Regions from separate parts of the Mus musculus genome. Here regions 2 and 3 are each linked to region 1. Evidence: chromatin contacts called from public Hi-C and HiChIP or PLAC-seq data. All regions are on one chromosome and are shown on one strand. Each heading gives the region's core, a stretch centred on a gene start, on an enhancer-like site or on the middle of the called end of the contact. The rest is flanking DNA. Distances are from core to core; before and after follow the strand shown. Region 1 overlaps Unc5b (unc-5 netrin receptor B). Region 2 overlaps Pald1 (phosphatase domain containing, paladin 1). Region 3 holds the start of Nodal (nodal).

Region 1 (3,339 bases), core at 799-3,298:
CCAGGCTCCGTGCTAAGGACCTTTGGTGAATTTACCTTTTGGGCTCATCTACCCATTTTACAGACCAGAGAGCTGAGGACCGGATCAGGAAGGAAGAGCGAGTCTGAGATCCAAGCTCCAGCAGGAGCAAACAAGCCAGAGGGCTTTCTGAACTTTGTGGCAATGTTATATGGCAGACCGAATGCTATGGATTGATTCTGTTGTGAGGTTGAAAATGAGGCTCAGGTAGGCTCAGTAGCTTGTCCTAAGGACTAAGAGATGGGAGATGCGACTTGAAGCTAATCAGTTATTAGAGCTCGTGACAATAAAGGGGGGCCTCTGGAGGTCCCAAGGTGGTTTCTGCTCACATCCAGGGACCAATTCCTGCCCTCTTACTGTTTATCCCACACTGGGCTCCTGCCTGGCCTTCCCTCACGCACCCCCACTGTCCCCGAACTTTCATTATCCTGGAGCCCCACCCTCATCCAAAATCCTCCCCCCCCCACCTCCCTAAGGCTTCATTCATAAGGCTCCCAACTCCCGAGCTGTGAGCTGTACAATGTCAGCTCCATCTGGTCGGACACTTTCTTCCTCTCCTTCTTTCTGAGGCAAGGTCTCTCTGTGCAGTCCTGGAACTCTGTAGAGCAGGCTAGCTTTGAACACAAGAGATCCCCCTGCTTCCGCCTCCCAAGTGCTGGGATTAAAGGCGTGCCACCACCGGGTTATAGAGGAACTCTTTTTCTTAGCTTAAGTAAGAAAAACTCCATGGATGTTGTTTGAGTAGGTTGGGCACAGAGAAAAGCATAATAAAGCCAGGGGCTCACTACTGTTAGGAATACAGAGAGCCCGTGGTCTTTTGGACCCTCAAATTCCAGAGACCCCTGGACCTGAATCTCTTCATTCATCTCCCCAAAGGAGACAGCGAGTCTTCCTTGCACAGAAGGCAAAAACCTGTCCAATGAGATGTTCACCAAGGAGTGTGGGCTGGGAGACCCAGTGCGCACAAAGAGGCCATGGCTAGTCAAGGTCGGGTGAGAGACCTGGCTCCCAGAAGCTCCAAGAGGTACTTTACTAAGTGGGTGCCCGGCTGATGGCTTAAGGACCATTCCTCCCTGCCCTAGACTGTAAATTTACGAGCTGAAAGGCTGGGGTGGGGGCAGGGGCGCTCGGGAGGAACCCAACCCATACCGCCAGATTCTCAGCCTTAGGGCTCCAGGTCCAGGAAGCCATAAAGATGATCTGGCTGAGCTTCCCCACCCCCCAGCGGGTGTTTTAGAGGCTGGGGAGGGGCTCGAAGGAAGGCTGGGGGCAGGGAAGGTAGGGAGTCAGGGAAAGCCAGCATAGGAAAAGAGTGCTAGGTGAGTCGGCCTTTTGTTTGCTCTCCAGAGGCTCTGCCCTGTACTGGGGGTTCTGGCCTGAGCTGTATCATGGACTGGCTTCATAATTACAGGGTATCCCCTCTGACCACTCTGGGAAGCTGGAAGGGTCAGGCAAAGTGGTGTCTGTTCCCTCCTGCTCCTACCAGAAGACACCCTCCACTGACAGCACAAATATGAGATCCACAGACCAAAAGAAGCTTGCCCCCACCAAAAATCACAGAGGTCGTAACTGACAATGAAAGCCAGTGAGACAGAACTGTGGGCTCCCACCTCCCAGTGAGGCAGGGCTTGTGCAGTCCTGGGAAAGAGCAGCCCAGACCTGCTTGCTCGCTTGCCAGAGGGCTTGGTGAGCCCCCCTGGTCCACCCTCTCTGAAGACTGCCTGTGAGGCCAGAAGCTCTGGACCTAGGGGATGGGATTCAAAGGCAGGGAGAGCCAGAAGCCAGAGCATCATCTGTCTTGGGAGTCCACTCCCCAGAGTCTCTTGCTGGGCTCCACATGCCCTCTGGTACTCCCTTTCAAAGTGTCCCGAGCCCTTCTCAGGCCAGCGGCTCCCACAGGATGTGGATGTCTGGCTGGCTGGCTGCAATCTCTACCACATCCCCTCTGGGCACTATCCAGGCCCAGGGCTGAGGAGTGCTGGACCACAGGAGTGACTCCACCCTCAGTCCCCATCTTGGCCAATTCTGGCCCAGCCTCTGGTTTACACACCCACTTCTCCCAGCGAAAGCTAGTCAGTCCTACCCTTAGGAAGCCAGTCCTTAGCTTGGGGCTAAACCTCCTGTGGAGTTTAGCAAAGACGGAGAAGGGTGAGGGGCTGGTGTGGGGGGGCTGGTGGGGGATGGTGGTGGCTGCTAACTGGTTCCACCTCGGTCTTGCTCAGAGCTCTCAGCCGGGTCCCTGGTGGCCCCCTGGAGAGGGGCTGTCTGCAGATAATCAGGGGACAGATTTGGAAAGGAGGAGGAGAAAAGCACCCAGGCGCCAGACAGGATCCTTATCTGCTGGGGCGGAATGTCAGAGGCAGCACACTGGTGCGAGAGGCCTGGAGGAGGCCGCATCTGCATCTGAGCCTGGGAGGGCAGAGGAGACCCTCCTGGGTCCTAGGGGACAAACATGGGGGGGGGGGGACTTTCTGGGCCAGACAGGGAGGAATGCAATCTACCCGGAAAGGACTAGATGCCACATCCTGTAACCGCAACCCCCACCCCCACCCCCACCCCCACCCCACCCTGGCTCTAAATTCTCACCTCCCCCAACAGAGACGGGAGAGGGACCGAGATTCCCAAGGACAACCAGACCTAGCAATCCCTAAATGGCAGGGCTGTCTGAGTCACAAGACTAGCTGGGCCCCCTGGCTAGCTGTGCTCCTGCACCCCAGAAACCCCACGCAAGTTCTACTGCAAATTCTAGGACACTTACCTCCCCTCCCCAACCTAGAAGAAAATACCACACAAAGGCAGGACCCAGAAGCCCCAAGAAGGCCACGGAGGAGCACTAGGACCCCTAGGACACTCTGAGCAAAACCCCAGGCTCCAGTGTGGAAGGCACATTTCTGGTGGGCACTGTTTACCTGTGATGGATTCCCTGGCCGGGCCAGGGCTCTCCTGGGCCTTTCCCTTGGGTCAGGATCAAGGGCACAGGCCTCAGGTTCCTGTTCAAACCCAGGATCTGCCACTGTGAACTTTGAACAGTAGTCTGAAGTGCTCACTGCCCAAGGCTTCAGTACCCTTCGCTATAAAATGGGCTTTCCGGCTCTTGTCTGTCTTTTCCACATCTGACATTCTATGACTCTACCTAACAGCTCCTGAGAACCTGAACTACCTGTAATGAGAAAGCCAGGAGACACAGATAGCTCACATACAATATTCACAGAACATCAAATGGTGCCCATGTGCTCTGGGGCATCCTGGGAGCCAGCTGGGGGCCCAGATTTTAACTTCCTGGTGACCTCTGCCAGAGGCAGTAGCCCGGTTCATATCACA
Region 2 (3,044 bases), core at 87-2,586, 520 kb after region 1:
ATGCTGGAATTGATCCTGTGACTCTTGTAAGTCTAGTGCCCCCTCCGCACCCCAGGATCACTTATATTATGCCACGTCTAACAAGCCAGCCAGGCACAGCGTGGGCATGTGTGAGTATGTAGAGAGGTCCGAGGACAACTCAGGGAGTCTGTCATCTCTTTCCACCATGGAAGTCCAGGGGGTCAAACTCAAAACACCAGTCTTGGTGGCAAGCGGCCTTACTCACTGGGCCTCTGAGGCAGTTCTTAAAACTCTGTGAGCACAGCTAGGTGGTGGTGGTGCACACCTTTAATCCCAGCACTGGGAGACAGAGGCAGGTAAAGCTCTCTGTGAGATCTACAGAGTGAGTTCCAGAATAGCCAAAGCTAAGAGAGAGAGACCCTGTCACACATGCGCCTACACATACAGCACCCAGCCTAGACAAAGCCTCATAGTTGCCCTGGAGAATAGAGAGGCATGGCTAGGCCTCTAAGGCCAGCAACTGAGGTAAGTGGAGGCCAACATGGATAAGACTGCCCCAGAAGGACTCCCACTTGACTTCCACCATACAACACCAATCACAGTGGTATGAAGGGCTCAGCCACCATCATGGACTGTCCAGAAGCCGAGACAGGCATCCGTGGGCCTTTCTTCACCTCGATAGAACACGGCTTAGCGTCGGCACATGCCAAGTGAGCCTAGCCTCAGGCACAGCCCACTGGGTACTCAGAGCCTACAGTGTCCCACCAATGAGGAAAGGGGAGCGTGTGTGTACAAAGATCAGAATGAGAAGGCTAAAATCAAAGTCCCGGCATCTCAGCTCAGCAAGCTCTGGGAGTCCCGCTGTACCCCAGGACCAGTTCTATTTTGCCATGACTAACAAGCCAGCCACGCCCAGATTTCCATTCTATACTTGCTCACGTCACACACGGAGGGTCTCTCTCTCTCTCTCTCTCTCTCTCTCTCACACACACACACACACACACACACAGAGCAGGGACTTCCTATTTTTCCGCTTCTCTGTAGCCCCTGGGGTCCCTTTATTGCCCAAAGCAGCCCCAATGCCGAATGCTAAGCCATGTTCTCTTAACGGCTTCTGATTAACATGTAAGTGGATTGCTGAAGCAGGAAGGGATCTGGGAAAGACTGATTCTGGAGGGTGAGGGGCAGAAGCCAAGTTACCACATGCTGTTGGGATCTTCTGTCTCAAGGCTGGGAGAAGCTGAGATGGACAGAAGGTGGGGGGAAAACTCGAAATGGGTGGAATGTCAACTGGGACTTTCCCAGGCAGTGAGTCTGATGGAGGAGGTACATCCCAGATGGAGCCTGGGCCCGGTTCCATCCAGAGCGGAGCAGCATCTCCCACACCCACAGAGCCTACTGGCTTACTCGGTGCCAAGCTTGCCAGGCTCCGGCAGAGACCAGCTGTGGCCCTCCAGTTTAAAACCAGAAGACAGGGGCTTGACTAAGCCTTAAGATACTGATGGTAAGACCTGGCTGCCAGCTTCTAGGGGTCAGTTCATGGGGTGAGCTGGGGAAGAAACGGCCCCCAATCTAGAGCCGCAGCAAGCCTCCCCCAGAGCCATCTAGAGATCGTGAGCTCAAATTCAGCATAGACCAGGGAGGGGTGTGAGTCTGGAGTAAGGACCTTTGCCTCCCAAGCCCACTCTGCCACTAACTCACAAGGGAGTTCGTGTGGCTGCCCTCCCATCACATGGTCCACGGCCTCATCTGTAAACACACACTGGACTTCGAGGGTGTCTGAAGCTCTGAGCAATGTTAGAGGACACCCGGCCCAGAGATGATGGCCCCAGGGCCCTCCCCTCTGCTGAGTGTTCAGGTCTGCCACCTGAGCATAGCAACAGCCATCTTGTTCCAACTGAAAGACAGGGAGCAATCCCATCAGCTGGACTGAGTAACATCAGCTTTCAGCAAGTCCAGGCTTCAGCAGCTCCACAGGTGATCCCTGGATGGAGTCTGTCAGCCAGGTGAAAATCTGCTGAGACCAATATAGACAAGGGACAGAAGAAAAAAATTGTCTACCCTCGCCTTTGACTTACGTAAATTGTGTAGGCCAAACGGAATAGGCGAACAAAGACTGAAAACATATACGTTCCCTCACTCTGAGTCTTTTGGGATATGGGATCCAGAGTATGGAAAACAGTTGAGCATCCCCTTCAGATATATGTCTGGCCCTCAAATGGAGACACTGATTGTGGGGGACAAGATATGTACTTTTATGCTACAAGGGGCTATAAAACATTAGCTCCCTGGGTTACGGGCCATAGCAGGGTCCCCTAGCAGGAGCACCGCAGCACTTATTAAGGGAGATTGAAATTTCAAATGTTTAACCTAACAAAATGCCAACCAAGGCTGATATAAAAGTTTGTTTAGCAAGTCCCCCTGGCCTCAAAGGAAATGTTGAGTCAATGATTTGACTCACTGGATCAGTTCAAAGGGGGGTGGGGGGGATGTTGAGGTCTGACCACCCCACCCCAGCATAGCTGTAGCCATTTTGTTTGTTTTGTTTTTTGTTTTTTGAGGCAGGGTTTCTCTGTATAGCCCTGGCTGTCCTGGAACTCACTCTGTAGACCAGGCTGTCCTGAAACTCAGAAATCCACCTGCCTCTGCCTCCCAAGTGATGGGATTAAAGGTGTGCGCCACCACGCTGGCAGCTGTAGCCATTTTGTCCCATGCTTGTCAACAGCTATTTCATACTGTTGCTGTAACATGCCTGCCAGTCGCTGACACAGAGAAGTGACTTGACTCAGAGCAGGGTCATGCTGACCACATGCCCTGTTATGTTCTGTATGAGGGTTGTTAATCTTAGGAAATTCCACAAAGCTTGGTGTAGGACACATCAAGTTGAAAGCCAATATGAACCGTCTAAATGTCTTAAATGTCTAAAATGGCTTAAGTCAGAGCTGACCACTGGGCAACACTTCCTGCACCTGTGTATGAGCTCATTGTGGTTTTTATGGGGTTTTATTTGTTTGTTTGTTTTCCTACATCAGGCTGCCATAAGAACAGACTGGTACCAAAAATTAGGCTCCCGAGTCCTTTTT
Region 3 (3,395 bases), core at 601-3,100, 600 kb after region 1:
TGAAGTCCGGAGGGAATTTTGGGGCTTAACAAACAGTTCAGGAGACAGCGTCCTTGGGCAAGTCCACACAAGTGCTCTGCACTGTTGTGGGCGTGGGGCTGGGGCTGGGGCTGGGGCTCAATTCCTATTGTTTTTACTTAGCACGCAGGAGACCGCTGGTTCAAGCCTCAATATCACAGAAATCAGGGCACACGTAATGAGTAAGTAGGAGGTAGATAGAGGATCGCAAGAGGAGCGATCCGATTCTGAGGTCATCCTCAGCTACAAAATGAGTTCGAGGCTAGCCTGGGCTACACAAGACCCTGTTTAGGGTGGGGTGGGGAGCTTAAGACTAGACTACGGTATTGAATGGGAGGGCAGAATAAGCCAACTGGTAGTTCATCAGGATAGTCAGGGTGCCTGCAACCTCAGGCTCCTTTCAGCTGTTTAGAGCAGTTCCTACAGGATCACGCAGGTCTGCGGGCCCTGTGTGTCTCCCTCTGCTTCCAGCACCTGCTCATCCCGCAACTTGTGAGAGCGCCCAAGTGGGTAAAGTACCCAGCACATAGTAGGTGTTCAGTAAATGTTAGGCAGCTGCTAATGTGCTAGTTGGAGGCTTGAAGGGGGCAGGGTGGGGGTGGGGAGTAACTAAGAGAAAACTAGTCATGGAGGAGGAAAACATGGGGGCGGACTTTGGGACAGGAATTTACATTTCTTTAAAGGTAATTTCTATCCCGCCTTCCCTTTTGAAAACACAAAGGCTAGGATCTTTCCATCCTGCAAATTCTCTTCTCAATGGCTCCCTTCCTAAGAACTCAATCATTTATGCAGCGTGAAAGAATGACCACCCCTTGCCCTACCACCCCTTACCCTAAGCCTTACGCGTATGGCATATTTGTTACATTGAATTTCCTCATAAACAAGAAATATGACTGAGGACAGTTACTTTGAGAAAAACCAAAGACATTTAATTCTGTCTTGGGCAGACAAAGTCAGCAGGTCTGGAGAGTGACTGAGATGTCCCAGGGCTCTGCCCCGCAGGCAGGAGATGCAGCCAGCAAACCTCCAGCTTTTCTTTTCCACCTTCAAAAACTCCCATAGCAAGCAGGTAAGGACCTGTCACCCTCAAACCACCAAGAATCAAGATTCCCTATAGCTGGGCCTTCAGCTTCCAGTAATTATTCCCCTTGCTCCCCAGGAGGGCACTTTGGTATTTGAAGCTGGCATTTGTCACCAAGAACAAGGTCCCTAGAGCTCATCTTTTGTTTTGTTTTGTTTTGTTTTGTTTTTCGAGACAGGGTTTCTCTGTGTAGCCCTGGCTGTCCTGGAATTCACTCTGTAGACCAGGCTGACCTCGAACTCAGAAATTCACCTGTTGGGCTGGTGAGATGGCTCAGTGGGTAAGAGCACCCGACTGCTCTTCCGAAGGTCTGGAGTTCAAATCCCAGCAACCACATGGTGGCTCACAACCATCCGTAACGAGATCTGGCGCCCTCTTCTGGAGTGTCTGAAGACAGCTACAGTGTACTTACATATAATAAATAAATAAATCTTAAAAAAAAAGAAATTCACCTGTCTCTGCCTCCCGAGTGCTGGGATTAAAGGTGTGCGCCACCATACCCGGCTAATCTTTGTTCTTTCAAATTCTCAATAACCCCTAGTTACCTAGGGGCCTTGCCAATGAAGGATGTAGCTCAGGCTAGCCTGGTGCTACCCAGAAGAGAGGACTGGCCCCTAGCCCAGCACTCCCTACCTGTTTTTGGATGAACTGGAGAGGACCGCGAGGGGTCCAGAAGAGGCAGAGTAAGGAAGCCATTATTGTGGTTCTGGGGTTGAAGCCAGCCAGGGCTCCAACACACCTCTAGCTCATCAAGCTTCACTCGGAGCAAGCCTTAGCCCGCTGTCTCAGCAGGGAGACTTCCCGAGGTAGAGGGGCAAGGTGCGGGGCGGTTTAGACTCAGAGTCTGTATGCACCCCTAACTCCCCCCCCCCCCCCCCGCCACAATTTCTCTGTAGTCTTTCTCAGCACATCACACCTCCCCTCAGCAGGGGCTCCCCTGCCCTGCCCCTCCAGGGTGGTTATAAGTTCTTAACCTATAGGTTATAGGCCTCTCCGGAGGGAGGGAGGGAAAGGGGCGGGGCGGCGGCGGCTCAGATATAAGGGACCCTGGTGTTGTTTGCGGGTCCAAACAGCCCACCATGAGTGCCCACAGCCTCCGCATCCTTCTTCTTCAAGCCTGTTGGGCTCTACTCCACCCGCGCGCCCCGACCGCGGCCGCTTTGCCTCTGTGGACACGGGGGCAGCCCTCGTCACCGTCCCCTCTGGCGTACATGTTGAGCCTCTACCGAGACCCGCTGCCTCGGGCGGACATCATCCGCAGCCTCCAGGCGCAAGGTAGGCTGCAAGCCTGGCCTCGCCAGCACTTAAGGGCTCACGGCCGGGAGGCGCGCGATGGTTGCAGCGGGGACTGAGCATCAAGAATCGTCCAGAGACTGGGATTAATTGTTTCTCCGTGGGCAGGCTCAGCACAGCGCTAGTGGCGCGATCGGAATGGAACCAGGGGCCACCGCCTTTCCGGTCGGTCCTACCTCTAATGGTAGAGGGTAAAAAGGGTAGGGCGTGGGCCGGATTGCGCCACTGAGCACCTGCGAGTCTCAGTTTGCCCATCTGTAGTTTAGAAATCGTAAGACCTTTTTGATAGACTTATAGAAGGGACTAGGTGACAACGCCCCATCTCCCCCAGAAACGCTCTGCCCAGAACCGGGCGTAAAATAAAACAAGTCGTTACTGGTTTTATCCCGGTTGCAGCAAGTGACACCAGGAACTAGGGCTCAAAGATCCGAAATTAGAGATCGGGTGTAGAAAGTCCAGAACTCAGGCAACTCTCGTGGTTGGGCGGTGTCAGGTGTCCTTGGTGACCAACAGGCTCGGAACCTACTTGGATCGAGGTGTTCGTGTGTGTGTGTGTGTGTGTGTGTGTGTGTGTGTGTGTGTGTGTGTGTGTGTGTGTGTGTGTGTTTGACCCAGCGACCTGAGTGATGCTCACCAGAGTAGGCCGACAGGTGGGTGCCCAGGAGAGGGAGTTCGGACTCAGGACTACCTTCCTGGGCGCAATCAACATCTCGCCTCTTGGGCAGCTTGGCCAGCCCGCTCCTCTGTCCTCTGGGGCCAGACGGCCCTCCGCGGGACCCGGACGCAATCCACATCTTCTAATCCGGTCTGACCCGCCGCCCGCCGGCCCTCACGACCTGGAGGCGGAGTCCCTAGTCCCCTGCCTGCAGCGTCTGGGCTGTGACTGCCGGTGACCCTCTCTTGAAGGGTCATCTGGGGACCGCGGAACAGGACAGCCTGGAGGGCAAGGCAATGGGAAATCAGTGGGATGCTAGGCCCCTCCGCCTAGGGTCGGACAGAGGTA

What was found. A called contact is a pair of places that touch in the nucleus more often than the background predicts. HiChIP or PLAC-seq counts read pairs in DNA pulled down with a chosen protein or histone mark.
Region 2: a Hi-C map of embryonic fibroblasts shows a contact between it and region 1, with 4 times the contacts expected there. The contact joins two enhancer-like sites. A contact is called at or near these places in 4 of 484 Hi-C or Micro-C datasets (cerebellum, cortical neurons, embryonic fibroblasts and 1 more).
Region 3: an RNA polymerase II HiChIP or PLAC-seq map of embryonic stem cells shows a contact between it and region 1, with 8 read pairs. The contact joins the promoter of Nodal here to the enhancer-like site in region 1. A contact is called at or near these places in 2 of 39 promoter capture datasets (cranial neural crest and pre-B cells), 1 of 484 Hi-C or Micro-C datasets (embryonic stem cells), 3 of 115 datasets of contacts at active chromatin or transcription factors (embryonic stem cells and epiblast stem cells) and 1 of 9 other capture datasets (embryonic stem cells).

Annotation. Positions count from the first base shown.
Region 1 is chr10:60,812,588-60,815,926 of GRCm38.p6, forward strand. The region is part of intron 1 of Unc5b (unc-5 netrin receptor B); the gene reads right to left. Among named protein-coding and RNA genes, the nearest start is that of Unc5b, 17 kb to the right of the region's middle. RefSeq lists an enhancer at 1,191-3,339. Within about 2 kb of position 2,049, at least 131 of the 459 cell types and tissues checked have an H3K27ac peak or open chromatin away from gene starts, as enhancers often do. A contact at or near this core is called in embryonic fibroblasts, embryonic stem cells and epiblast stem cells, where this site is marked.
Region 2 is chr10:61,329,970-61,333,013 of GRCm38.p6, forward strand. All of the region lies in intron 18 of Pald1 (phosphatase domain containing, paladin 1), which reads right to left. Among named protein-coding and RNA genes, the nearest start is that of Prf1, 34 kb to the left of the region's middle. Within about 2 kb of position 1,337, at least 34 of the 459 cell types and tissues checked have an H3K27ac peak or open chromatin away from gene starts, as enhancers often do. A contact at or near this core is called in embryonic fibroblasts, where this site is marked.
Region 3 is chr10:61,416,122-61,419,516 of GRCm38.p6, forward strand. Nodal (nodal) reads left to right here and starts at 1,851. Exons shown (of 3, transcript NM_013611.5): 1 at 1,851-2,374. The coding sequence starts at 2,179.